Regions from separate parts of the Callithrix jacchus genome. Here region 2 is linked to region 1. Evidence: chromatin contacts called from public Hi-C data. All regions are on one chromosome and are shown on one strand. Each heading gives the region's core, a stretch centred on a gene start, on an enhancer-like site or on the middle of the called end of the contact. The rest is flanking DNA. Distances are from core to core; before and after follow the strand shown.

The links. A called contact is a pair of places that touch in the nucleus more often than the background predicts.
Region 2: a contact with region 1 is called in a Hi-C map of skeletal muscle, with 4 times the contacts expected there. The contact joins the promoter of CRHR1 here to the enhancer-like site in region 1. A contact is called at or near these places in 2 of 3 Hi-C or Micro-C datasets (both in skeletal muscle).

The regions. Positions count from the first base shown.
Region 1 is chr5:86,497,006-86,503,520 of calJac240_pri, reverse strand. It overlaps LOC118153741 (a long non-coding RNA gene), which reads right to left. Exons shown (of 4, transcript XR_013535637.1): 3 at 4,665-4,850; 4 at 1-3,473. Among named protein-coding and RNA genes, the nearest start is that of CRHR1, 35 kb to the left of the region's middle. Within about 2 kb of position 4,595, at least 4 of the 16 cell types and tissues checked have an H3K27ac peak or open chromatin away from gene starts, as enhancers often do. A contact at or near this core is called in skeletal muscle, where this site is marked.
Region 2 is chr5:86,531,708-86,538,505 of calJac240_pri, reverse strand. It overlaps CRHR1 (corticotropin releasing hormone receptor 1), which reads right to left and starts at 2,793. Exons shown (of 13, transcript XM_078373397.1): 1 at 2,648-2,793.

The DNA.
Region 1 (6,515 bases), core at 3,346-5,845:
GCTCTTCTGCAGAACTTTACTGACTCTTCCATCTAAAACAGCTCCTCTCTCCAGCCCCTCCCTGATTCATCCTTCTCAGCACTAAACATCACTGTGTTTGCCTTTTAACTGTGTGCTCACTAGGATAGAACCTCCATGCAGGCAGGGACATCAGCCCCGTTACAGCTCTGTCCCCAGGGCCTGACATATAGTGAGTGCTCAGTATACACTGCCAGCATGAATGAACCCTCATAGCATAATACATAAAACAGCACTTTTCTAAATCAGCACCCCTTTGTGGTGATTCCTGTGAAAGATGGGCCTCTAGGAATTTGTGAATAAAGTAAAGGGTCAGTATCTGCCAGATGTTCACTATTTTTTTTCTGAGACAGAGTCTCACTCTGTTGCCCAGGCTGGAGTGCAATGATGCGATCTCAGCTCACTACAACCTCCACCTCCCAGGTTCAAATGATTCTCCTGCCTCTGCCTCCAGAGTAGCTGGGTAGATGTGCATCACCACACCCGGCTAATTTTTATATATATTTTTTTGTGGTGATGGGGTTTCACCATGTTAGCCAGGCTGGTCTCAAACTCCTGACCTCAGGTAATCCACCCACGTCGGCCTCCCAAAGTGCTAGGATTACAGGCATGAGACACCATGCCTGGGCCAGAGGTTGGTCAGAGTGGGGCCAGGCGTGGTAGCTCATGCCTGCAAATCCAACACCTTGGGAGGCCAAGGCAGGAGGAGCACTTGAGCCTAGGAGTTCAAGATCAGCCTGGGCAACACAGTCAGACTCCGTCTCTACAAAAAGTCAAAAATTAGCTGGGCATGGTGGTGCACACTCGTGGTCTCAGCTACCTGGGAGGCTAAGGTGGCAGGATCGCTGGAGCCCAGGAGGTTGAGGCTGCAGTGAGCTGTGATTATGCCACTGCGCTTCAGCCTGGGTGACAGAGTGAGATCCTGTCTCAAAACGTAAGTAAATAAAATAAATAAATCAGTGGATCAATTTGCTCACATATTGAATGTGTACTGAGCACTTCCATGTGCCAGGCAGTATGTTTCAGCTCTGGGTATATTTCCCCCATCACCACCGAAAGAGTTGTATTTTAGTGGAGGAGATGGACATTCAATAATCCCCCCAAAAAGATATTGATTCTGCATTGTGCTAGTACTAGAGCTGATCAGGGGCCTGGTAGGAAGGGGACAGGTTTGAGGCTTGCCCCCAACAAGGACATTGGCACTGAATGGCGCTCACGTGTGCCTTCCTGAGTGGCAGTAAAGGGGCCAGGGCAGCAGCTGGCATGCCCAGAGCTGTGTTCAACCCAGAGTGTGGGTTTGGCAGAAGAGCAACATCCCTCATGCCAGCTGCAGGGAGAGAGGCTTGGTAAGTGCTGGGGGAAAGCTTTTCTCCAGGAAAGGCTCCCCCTCACAGGGTTGCAGGGTCTGGGGCTCTGGCTACATAACTTGTAGGGTCTCACAAGTTACCTACAGGGCCCTCACTCCACCCTCAGTCTGGGCTCCAGGAGCCTGCTTCTTCAGCTGTACAACAAGGTGTGTAACAAGATCTGCTCCCCTACAGGCGCTGAGAGTATTAAACACAGACAGATCTGAGGGGCCGAGCTCTGTGCCTGGCTGGCAGGAGTAACCTGTGTGGGTCTCTAAATGCGGGAGAAGTGGAGATTTCTGGGGAGGGCAGTGGGTGAAGGCCAGTGCAAGGGAATATTAAAGGGACCGAGGTTGTTCCATCTGGAGAGCAGATGGTTCCCAATGTGCCTCAGTTTCTGAATCTATAAAATGGGTCACCGACCTGTTTTAACACAAAGGGCAGAAAAAGAAGTGGACTTTAATGAGAAAGATTTGCAGTCAGATAAGAGGAGGAATTTCTTAAACCTCAGAGAAAATAGATGCCAGGTGATATGGTTTGGCTGTGTCCTCACCCAAATCTCATGTTGAATTGTAACTACCACAATTCCCACCTGTCATGGGAGGAACCCAGCAGGATTACGGGGGCGGGTCTTTCCTGTGCTGTTCTCATGATAGTGAATGAGTCTCACAAAATCTGATGGTTTTAAAAAAACAGGAGTTTGCCTGAACTAGCTCTCTCTGTTTGCCTGCCACTGTCCACGTAAGATGTGACTTGCTCCTCCTTGCCTTCCACCATGATTGTGAGGCTTACCCAGACACGTGGAACTCTAAGTCCAATTAAACCTGTTTCTTTTGTAAATTGCCCAATCTCGGGTATGTCTTTATCAGCAACATGAAAACAGACTAATACACTGGGATAAGCCAATGAGAGGAACAGGTGGAATTCCTTGGAAACAGAATTATAAAGCTGGAAGGAAAGTCATACTTCACCCTACCTTCCTTAAATGTTAGAAGTGAGATTGAGTGGGAGAGTGACTTGGCTTGGTAAGCAGGTGGTTAGTAGTGGAGAAACCGGGACTCCTGACTCTAGATCCATCTTTGCCCTCTACCTTTCCCCATTATGTTCTCCTAGGAAAGAAACCAAAGCTCAAAGAAAAGATGCTTAACATCAGCCAAGACTATCCAAAATTATGTGCCAGGAAATGTCCTTGGCCTCTCCATAGTTTTAGGGTTAATCCTCCAAGCAATCCTGTGAAGTAGGCACCTTATCTCAATGACACTGAGGCACAGAGAAGCTATTCAACAAACTCAAATCCTCCCTCTGTCCCTGATGAGCTGAGGTCATTCAGCTCATCAGAGACAGAGGGAGGATTTGCACCCTGGCCTTCTGAGTTACCTGCTGGCTCTGCAGCCCCTCAAGTCCTTAGTTCCTACTCTAGAGGGGATAAATCAGAGCTTCTCAACCTGTCAGGAACTGTGATGACCTCCATGGTTCAGCTTGACTTCACTAAAAGATCCTGATGGCTTCCAAAATGACAGCTATTTCCCTTGCAGAGTTTTGCACACTGTCTTCTACATCTTAACAGGACTCCCCTGGAGGACAGTTTCAGGCAGGATCAGCTTCATGGGAACGCCACCTGTGCAGTCAGGCAGAGCACATGCTTAGCAGTCTGCCTATGCCTTAATTCATTCTTAATATTTCTTGAACAAGTGCCCTGCATTTTTATTTGCACCGGGCTCTGCAAATTATGTAGCCCATCCTGATTTCAGAGAAAGTTCATGACCTTCAACTGGAGGCAGGTGGTGGCGGTGCTACTCCACTGGAAGGACAGACATCCAAGGTCTTGGCAGAAGGGCACCCTGGGATGATGGAGATTCCATCCAGTTCTTTGCATTCCACTTTCCCAAGACAGAGCTGCGAGGTTAGCATGCAGCAGGGTAGAGTTCTCATATTCACATTTTCTCTCTCTCCTTCCTGCAGGCTGTAGATGAACCAGACAAGGCCAGGTGGAGGTTATGCTCCCTCTGGGCCCAGCATTGAAGACTCACCCTTAGGCTTCCTTGACAGCCTCAGATTTCTTTCTGACTCTGCTGGGCTTTCAGCCAAAGGCAGCCCAGCTGGCTGTGCCTGGGGTAAGAAAAGGCATGATTTAGCTCCATAACAACTTTAACATCAGGCAAAACAGACATGTGAGAGAGACTCCAGGTAGAGCACTACATGGCAGATAAAAGAAATGACCTAATTAGATCTCAAACATACAACCCTGACTTTAAAAAAAGCGTTTTGCCATGTGATATATAACTGCGCCACCCTTTATGTAAAACAAGCCACACACACACATACACACATGCTCACACAAAATATATTTTCCATGAGCCCACGCATGTATGCAAAAAAGAATTTTAAGTGTGAAAGGATCACACCAAATTCATATAATACCTGTTGCCTCTGAAACTAAGAGGGAAGATTATCTGTGACTGTCTAACAATTTATAAAAGATAATCACTTGTGTGGTTTTCTTTTAAGCACAGATCCTCCAACTGTGGGACTAGGGAGGGTCACCCATGCATCTCTTCCTTCCTGGGGTTCCGGTAGTGCCTAGTCCCAGTGGACGGCACAGCATGCCACAAGTGATGCAGCACCATCGCCTCTCTTGTCTTCGGTGATGCCCAGAGCAATGCCTTGCAGGGGTAGAGCAGGCGTAATTATGATTCCCATCTTACAGAGGTAGGGCAACAGAGTCAGAAAGGTTGAGTGCCTCGCCCACACACGCAAAACAGCGAGCAGCAGACGGGGACTCTTGTGCTCCAAGCTGAGTCAGACACAGAGGGTGGCGTGGCCGGGGCCCAAGTGCTATTTATTCCCCATGGCTATTTAGGGTTTGCAGGATATGTTTTCCCTCTAGGCAGTCATAGTTTCTCCTAGACCCACTTTGAGCCTCCAAACAGACAAGGGATGTGCTAACCCTTCTCCTGAACCGCAAAGGTGATGCCCTCTCTACCTGCCTTATGGTGCTGGGAGACACACTCAAACAGCAGCAGCCAAAGTAGGCTTCTTTTCCTCTGATACCAGTCCAGCTTGCTGCCTGCCCAGATCAAGGCTTCGGTTTCCCTTGCAAGAAGAATCCCAACCTGCTGTATCCCCTTTTCCTAATTGGCTCTCCGTCTCTGGCTTCTCTTCCTCCTTTCAGGCCACTGAGTGGCTCCTCCTCCCACCTTCCTGGCCACTGATTGGCTCCCTTTTTCTGGTTCTTCCCCCCACCTTTCTGGCCTCTGATTGGCTCCCCTTCTCTGGTTCCTCCCACCTTCTTGGACCTACCTTTCTGTCTTCAGCCAGAGGTTGCCCAAGGCTGCTGGACTGAATGAACTTTTAGGTAAGTGGGTCTGGAGATGTCAGTGACATGCTGGCTATACAAAAACCAGCTGGAGTCCATTACACAGCCAGATGCCAGGACCCCAGGCCCACAGATGCTGATTCAATAGGTTTGTGGTGGTGCCGAGGGATCTGTAGTTTACAAAAACAAATCCCAGGTAATGCTGACATTCAATGCAACTGAGAAATTATCCATCTAGTCCAAACCTTTAGGTCAAAAACAGGCAAACCCAGGCCTAAACAGACCCTTTAGGCCACAGACCCTTTAGGCCTTGTCTTTTTAGGCCTGGGTTTGCCTGTTTTTGGCCTAAAGGTTTGGACTAGATGGGCGATTTGTTCCACAGCTACTCTCCCCTGTGACTTGTCCAAGATCACACAGCTAATCAGCTAATCAACTGAAACTGAATATTGGGCAGCTCCTAGTTCCCACGTGACACCTCTCCCCACCCTGCAGATGCACACGCATACCTAACGCACCTGCTCCCAATCTGACTGTTTGGCTTCTGTCCTGAAGCCTGACTAAAATCTGGTCCTTTTACTTCTAGGCCACAGGACCCAAAGTCCAGGCCAGAGCAATCCATGTAGAACAGAAGCAGGACAGCAATTTCTTAGTAAAAGGTATTACGCCACAAGGGCTAAGGCCTGGCATTATTCTGCTGCCTGGAGCCCAGGTCACACACCAAGCAGTAATGAAACCTGAGCCACCTCTCCCTGTCCACAGCTGTCCCAGGAGGCCTCAGGGGCCTGGTCCCACAGTCACTCTCCCCAAGATTCAGGTGTCACACAACTGGGCCCCAAGCCACGCCTCCAGTTCTCAGGCCACTTTCCCCCTCCCTGGGGCCTGCAGGAATCTCAAGAGATTACATTTTGCTCTGTTAGAAATGGCTGGAAACCTTAGGAGGGAAGAGTGAGGGTGCTGAGGCATCAGGGCCTCTTCCTGGGCCCCAAGTGATCCTTTCCCACTACCAATAAGCCCTGAGCAGGTGAAGTCTTCCAGGTCCTGCCACTCTGAACTGCGGCCATCTGGACCCTTCACTGCCAACCCTATGCCCCACTACTCCTTCTGCCTTGGCCCTTGTCTTGATTCAGCTCAACACATTTGTCACACCTTCCTAAAAATTGCAGTCCTGAAGTTTGTAGTGTGCAGGGGAATTCTGGGAGCCAGCCCTTCTGCTTCTGAAAAATGGCTATTGTGACTATACCTACTCTTCTCTGGCACCCAGGGAGGGGGTACTGCAGAGATAGAAAGAAGGGCTCTGAAAGTCTGAGGCTTACACCAAATAGAACAGCTAAAATAACAAGAAAAACCTGACAACATCAAATGCTGGCTGAGCAAAGCAGCTGGAACTCTCACACATTGCTTAGAAATACAAAATGACACACAGTTTTGAAAACAATTTGGCAGTTTCTTATGAAGTTAAACATGCATTCACCATACAACCTAGCAATGCTACTCATAGGTATTTGAAATGAAAACCATGTACATACAAAGACCTGTTAGTGAATGTTTATACAGACTTTATTCATAATCACCAAAAACTGGGAACTCCTCAAATGTCCTTCAGCTTGTAAATGGATAAACAAATGTTCATCCATGCAATGTATAAATGGCTGTTCAGTTTGTTTATCCATTTACCAGTTGTTCACCACATTAACATGATTATATCAATTGATGCTGAAAAGTCAACACCCATTAAACAACAATTCAACACTCATCCATTATAAAATTAAGAGAAAAATAGGAATAGAACTTTCTCAACTTGATAAAAAGCATCAACAAGAACCCTACAGCTAACA
Region 2 (6,798 bases), core at 1,544-4,043, 37 kb before region 1:
AGCCTCTCTGTGTCTCAGGAATAATTCCTACTTTCTAGGGCTGTTAGGAGGACTCAATGACTTAATATTTGCAAAGCAGGTAGAATAATGCCCAGTGAATTGTACATGCTACATAAGTAAAAGAAAAAAGCAACTATTTAATAGAAACCAGCTTTGAAACCAGCATTCGCTGGCCATTCCCTGGCTCAGCCTCATTCATTTGGTATTTACTGAGTGCTGACTGAGTTTATTAGGCCAGTCATAAAGAGCACACACCCCACTATCTGGTAGGAATAACAGAAATAAAAAGACTCCCCTTTTTTTTTTTTTAAAGAAAAACATGATCATTCTAAACAGAGATTTGCACACAACTCTAAAGAAGGCCAGAAAAAGAACATTGATCTATTTCAGTGTAAACTGGAAAAAAAAAAAAAACAAAAACACCCACATTTCAATCCTTTGAATCCGTTCAAAAGACTGAATTTGGTCTAACTGGTTTGTGCATTTAGACCAGGCTTCGATACACACAAGACTTTTGGAAAATATTCCCATTCAGTGCCACCTATTCGACCTCTCTGGATGTTTTTCTTCACCTTCCTCATCCGTCTGTCTCCTTGAACGCCCAGAAAATAATCTCTGAGTTCATCTCTAGCCCTCAGGTAACAGACAGGGGAGGGGATGTGGGTTCAATGAGACCAACCCTCAGTCATTTCAAGAATCAACTTATAAATATCTGGGGAGGGGCAGGATTAGAGAAAAATCTCAGTAACTTGTAACGTCTCATTAAAAAATCTTGGTGCTTTAACTCAAACCACTTGGTAAGCCGCTATACGTACAGTTGGTTTAATAACTGATGGAAAAATGAAATTCCGCCAATCCGCACCCCTCCCCCAAATCCACCAAAGTCTCTTTAATGTAATCGCTTTGAATGCCCCGAACCGGGTCAGGCTGGCGTCTACGTCTGTGGCTGAAGCGGACCCTGAGGGATCCCGAGCCCCGGGCGAGGCCGTGCCCAGGCGGGTGCGGCACGGGGTTTCCCGGCAGCCGCGCAGAGGCCCACCCGCCCCTCCGGCCGGCTGCAGCGGGCGCGCCTACACCTTGCAAGACCAGAACGCTGTGGAAAGCGCTCGGGGCTGCAAGTGACGCCTGGCACTAGGGGCGGGCCGGACTGCCGGCCTCCCGGCCCTTCCCGGGCGCACACGGCCCTTGGGCCGCCCCCGCCGCCCACGAAGTTCAGCGGGCAGACGCTGGACGTAAGGTCTGGCGACTTTCCTAAACTCCAGCGACCGATCCGCGTCGCAGGGTAGGCTGCGCAGCGCGGGGATCTCGGTGCCCAGGCTCGGAGAGCGAGTGTTGCGCTCCCGGGCCGCGGCGAGGGAATGGTAACCGCCGCCGGAGGCACGGTCCCCTCCCCCGAGACTGCGATATTGATCAAGGGTTCGCAGGCGCGGGCCGCATTAATCTCCCTGGACTCGCAGCTTGCAGCCGAGGAGAAGGAGCAGGATGCGCTCCCGGGACTGGGGCGGGGGCGGGCGGAGTCGGGGAGCTATGAGAAGGTGCTGGGGCGAGGCGGGGAACCCCGCTTCAGAGCCTCCCGTCCTGGGGCCGGGGTCTGCAGGGAGGGCGTGGGAGGCGGAACCCAGCGTCTGCCCCAAAGCCTAGAGCGATTCTTGGCGCGGAAACGGCTACCCGAGTGGGCAGACCCCTCCTCCGCCAACATCCCGGCGGCTCAGCCACGATTTCTTTTCTCACCTGAGTCTCCCCCTGCCCACCAAACCCTGGCTCCAAAGGTCCAGAGAGTTAGGCTGCCCCAGAGCCCAGCCTTCCCCGACCTGACTGCCGCTCTCCTGGCGCCCCCTCCTCCATCGCACCCACAGCCCGGCCTGTCCCGCGTCTGCCCGGGGCTGGGGGCGCTCGCGCTGGAGGGCGGGCCGGCGGGCTCTTACCTTGACAAGCCGGAGCTGCGGGTGCCGTCCCATCCTCCGGCTCGCTCGGTTACTGTCCTGAACGCCCGGGTCCCCCAGGCATCCCAGAGGGGCCGGCGGGCTGCTGCGGGCTCGGGCAGCACGCGGTGGGCGGCCGGACTCCTCGGTGGCTGCCCCGTGAGGAGGCGCCCGGTTCCGCGCTCCCCGTCCCCGCAGCCCGGCCCGGCCGGCTCTCGCTCGCCCCTTCCCGGGGAAGTCTGGCCGCCGTTTCCCGACTCAGCCCGGCGGGAGGCCGCTTCTTGCCAGCCTAGCCCCTGCCGCCTCCCGCAAGGTCCGCGCGGCTCCTCGCCTTGGCTCCCCGCCCCCTCGCCCAGCTTGTCCCCTCCCTCCCCTTTCCCCTCCCCCTCCCCCCCGCCTCTCCCTCTCCCTCTCCCTCTCCCTCTCCCTCTCCCTCTCCCTCTCCCTCTCCCTCTCCCTCTCCCCTCCCCTCCTCTCTCCTCCCCTTCGGTCCCTCCTCCGCGCCTCGCCCCTCGGCTCCCTCCCTGCCCCTCGCCCCTCGGCTCCTTCCCCGCTCCCTCCTCTTCCCCTGGCCCGCCGCCTGCGCCCCGCCGCCAGGATCCCCTTTCCCTACGCCCGGGTTTGCGGCAGTCCTCCGGGCGTGCTTGCGGCGGTGGCGGCCGCCGCAGCCCGGGGAGAAGCCCGGGATGGGCGAGGGGGTGGCAGGAGAGGATGCAGCCTCCTACCTCCCGCCGGGCAGAGGTCCGGGCCTGGGAAGTCCAGGGGAGCCGGGGGCACTTGGGCGGGGGTGCTCAGGTGAATTTATGAGGGCGAGGCTATTGGTGGCGGTGGAACAGGGCGGTCCCCACTGAGCGAAGCCGCCGCAGAACCCGGGGAAGCTGCGACCTGCGTTTGGGCAGTTCCCGCCCTGCAGCTGGCTAGCGGGAGCTCCTCGCCGCCCCCACTCCAGCCGCGCCGGGCTCCGAGCCCGACTCCCAGCACCTTTGGCATTGACGTGCCTAGTGCGCGCTGAGACGCGAACGTTCTGCAGGATGAGCCCTTATTCATTAGTTCGTTCCTTCGTTCATTCGTTCATCTTACAATCTGAGTGCCTGCCCACTTTGGTTCAGGCAAGGGGCTGGATCTGGGAACCTTTTGGACCCGGGAGCCCCAAGATGAAAGGGAGACGGCGGTGCCCTGCAGGACAAGTGGGCACTGAACGCAGCCCTGGGTAAAGCCAGGTGCGGATTGCGTTGCAGCGCGGCGAACCCGGCTAGGAGCCTGCGGGCTGGGGGTGGGGAGGCCACAGCGCCCCCTCCCGGCCGAGTCTTCAGGGCAGCGTTGGGGCTCCCGCCAGACCCCGTGGTCGTCTTCTGGATTGGCTCACGAGCTCCCCATCCCAGGAAGTAACTCCCAGCCCTTCCGGATGAACAGAACTTTTGACGTCCTCTTCCCTCTTCCTCTCTCCTATCAGAGCTGATAAGGGAGAAGAGGAGTCACTGGGAGGTAGAGAAATCTTCACCCGCAGAGCCTAGGCTGCCTGGCCTATGCAATCCTTATAGGGTACACCAAAGCACCTGAGGCGCGGGCAATCGGCTTTGAAATCAAACTGAACCCACCTGCCCTGCATCCTGTGCACTGCTATGCCCACCCTACTACTCCCTCCCACCCACTTCTCAGCACAGTGGGCAAGAGCCAGCATGTTCATGGGTCCACTGGCCTTCATTTGGGGCTGGAGTCATTTTAGGAGGTCATATGATCCAACATAGAATTTACTGGTGAGAAAATGGAGGCACACAGAGGGTGGTGACCTGTCCAAAGTCCTACAGCTGGTAAGCCTAGTGCTCCCTCTCCTGATTGCCAGCTCACAGCACCTGGAGGGCTGGGCCCTAAAGGGGCCTGGGGCTCTGAAGTGGGGAGGGTCATTGCCCAGGAAGCCAGCTGCTCACATGGCTTAGCCACACACCTGGCACTTTCTAGGTGAAGCACACAGTCCCAAGTCTTGCAAAACCCGCATGGTTGTGCCGAGCTGGGCACTGACTCACCCCAGCCAACCCCAGATGGGATGGACGTGCTAAGCAGGTGGCCAACTAACTGGCCTCAACAACAGTTAAGTGCAGGGCAGTCTGATGTCATGCAGGTTCTGGAGTCAGGCGGCCTGACTTTGAATCTTGGCTTTTCCACTAACAAGCTGTATAAAGTAAGAGAATTATTTAACAATGCCTCAATTTTCTCATCTATATAATCGGGATAGAAACGCTACTTCTGAGAATGGTTGGGGAGTTAGAAGGAGCTGATATTTGTAAAGAGCTTGGAACGGAGCCTGGCACACATTGCAAGAACTTGATGAGGGTTAGCTGTAGTCACCAATACGATCATCATCATCAACATCAACATAATCATCACGATGGAGTGGACTGGATGCTCAAGTGTGAGGGGCAGCTTGGTCCCTCCCTCTAGGCGATTCTTTGTGGGGAGCAGAAATCTTGATAAGAAAGTCACCAGCAGCAGTAGATTTGGGAATCAGAGGAGAAGAAGCCGGTTGGTCCTCTAGGAGCTTTGGCCAGGCCCAGTCAAGGCCCCGCTCCCTCCCTGGCCCCACCTTGGAGCACACTCTCTAGGGACTAGACAGTTCCAGCTTCTGTGTTTCTCTCTGCTTAATAAACACCATCAAATTTTGCCTCTCTGAGCCCCATTATCATCTCCTTGACATGATCTTTAAATATGCTAATGCCATCGATTGGACTGCAATCAAGCCTGGCTCTTCCTGACTTTTTTGCCCAGGAGTCAGACCTTCTCGCTTTTTGAAGTGGCGTCTACAGATAGCACATTTCATCCTGTTCGTGTTGATTTCACTGATTTACCTTCCACCCCACCACACCCCACCTCAGCGGCAGACTAGCAGGTAGGAGGAGGGAGGCATCTGCCTAATTCCTCGACCTACTTATTAATAGTTTTGGCCTTGGCAGCCTCAGGGGGGTTATAAAGTTTGGCACTTAACATTCCCTCTTTAAAAAGGTTCAATATCCCCTTTCATTTGTCCTGAAGCTACTTTCTTTCACCTTCAAGGGCCTGGCTCTCATCTCCTAGGCCTGGTGAAGTTGCTAGTGTCTGCCCTGTCCCTCCCTCCCATACCCTGCCTCCCCTCTCAGCCCTAGCCAGAGCAGCCCCATGGCTTGGGGTGGTCTTAGCAGCCTCTGCACACCCTCCTCAGGACAGGCTTCTACTCCATTCCAGCATTCTTTTCCCAGCCTGATCTTCCCCAAACTCTCTTCTCATCCCATCCCTCCCTTGACCTCTCCCCTTCCTGTCCAGGCCTGCAGCAGAATCGGCTTTCATTCATTTAATCTGCCAGATTTGTAAGAAAGGAGAAATGTGAGGATTCCAAACAGGAATAAAAGATAATTGCTTGTCCTTCCAAACAATAGGAGAGACAGATTTGATGTAATGATGGTTAAGACCCGGGTGGGGAGGGCTGAATAGATACCTCCTACCTGTGAGGTTCCGCTGGCTTAACCATCCCAGGAAGGTTGATGGTCTGAAACGTACTTCTCAGACAACTGTGGCAAAGGACTGGTTCTGCATTTTTATATTTCTAATCTGTCACAGGCCAATATGATTGCAAAACACTGCAGGAATGAATTATTAGAAAAATGCAATAAAAGGTAAGTTGTGGTGGTTCACACCTGTAATTCCAACATTTTGGGAGGCCGAGGCAGGCAGATCACTTGAGGTAAGGAGTACAAGACCAGCTTGGCCAACATGGTGAAACCGCATCTCTACTAAAAATACAAAAATTGCCTGGCGTGGTGGTGCCCGCCTGTAATCCCAGTTACTTGGGAGGCTGATGCAGGAGAATCACTGGAACCTGGGAGGTGAAGGTTGCATTGAACCCAGATCTTGCCACAGATCTTGTAATCCAGCCTGGGCAACAGAGCAAGACTCAGTCTTTAAAAAAAAAAAAAACAGAAAGAAAAAGAAAAGAAAAAAAAAAAGAAATATGCGATAAAAAAAGACAAAATGAAAGCCCAGTTTTAAACACTAGCACATCATATGGATATAAAACTATTCGGTCAAATTGCTTAAAAATGTCTAAATGTGACTGGGTACAGTGACTTACACCTGTAATTCCAGCACTTTGGGAGGCCGAGGTGGGTGGATCACCTGAAGTCAGGAGTTTGAGACCAGCCTGATCAACATGGTAAAACCCTGGCTCTACCAGAAATAGAAAAATTAGTCAATCATGGTGGCACACATCTGTAATCCCAGCTACTCAGGAGGCTGAGGCAGGAGAATTGCTTGAACCCCGGAGGTAGAGGTTGGTTGCAGTAAGCTGAGATCGCGCCATTGAACTCCAGCTTGGATGATGAGAGTAAAATTTCATCTCAAAACAAAAACAAAAACAAAAAAAACAGAAAAACACGTCTAAATGCTTACTCTCCATTTCTGCACAACACAGCTCAACATGCAGCGTTGTAGACAGGTGCCGGTCTGTAGATCATGCTTGGAGTGGCACTGGTCTAGAATGTTTGTGACATATGAGGCTAGGAAAGTGGCCTCTTTAAAATCCCATGAACATTGGGGGATATTGTGTTAATTACTCCATTCATCTGTGCCTACATTCAACAAACATTTAATGAGGAGCAACTATGTACCAGTCACTGTTGGACACTGAAGCTAATAAAGATAAATATAACAGAGTCCTGGCCCTAAGATGTTCACAGGCTGGAATGGGAAGCAGCCACTCTGATAAATAATTAAGAGCTAGTGAAATTAGGTCAACAATAGACCAGGCACTGTGGGTGTGGAGGCAGGAATATTAATTCTGCCTGAGACCAATGGGGAAGACTCTACCAAGGAGGTGATGCTTGTGCTGGGCTTTGGAGGCAGAGAGGCA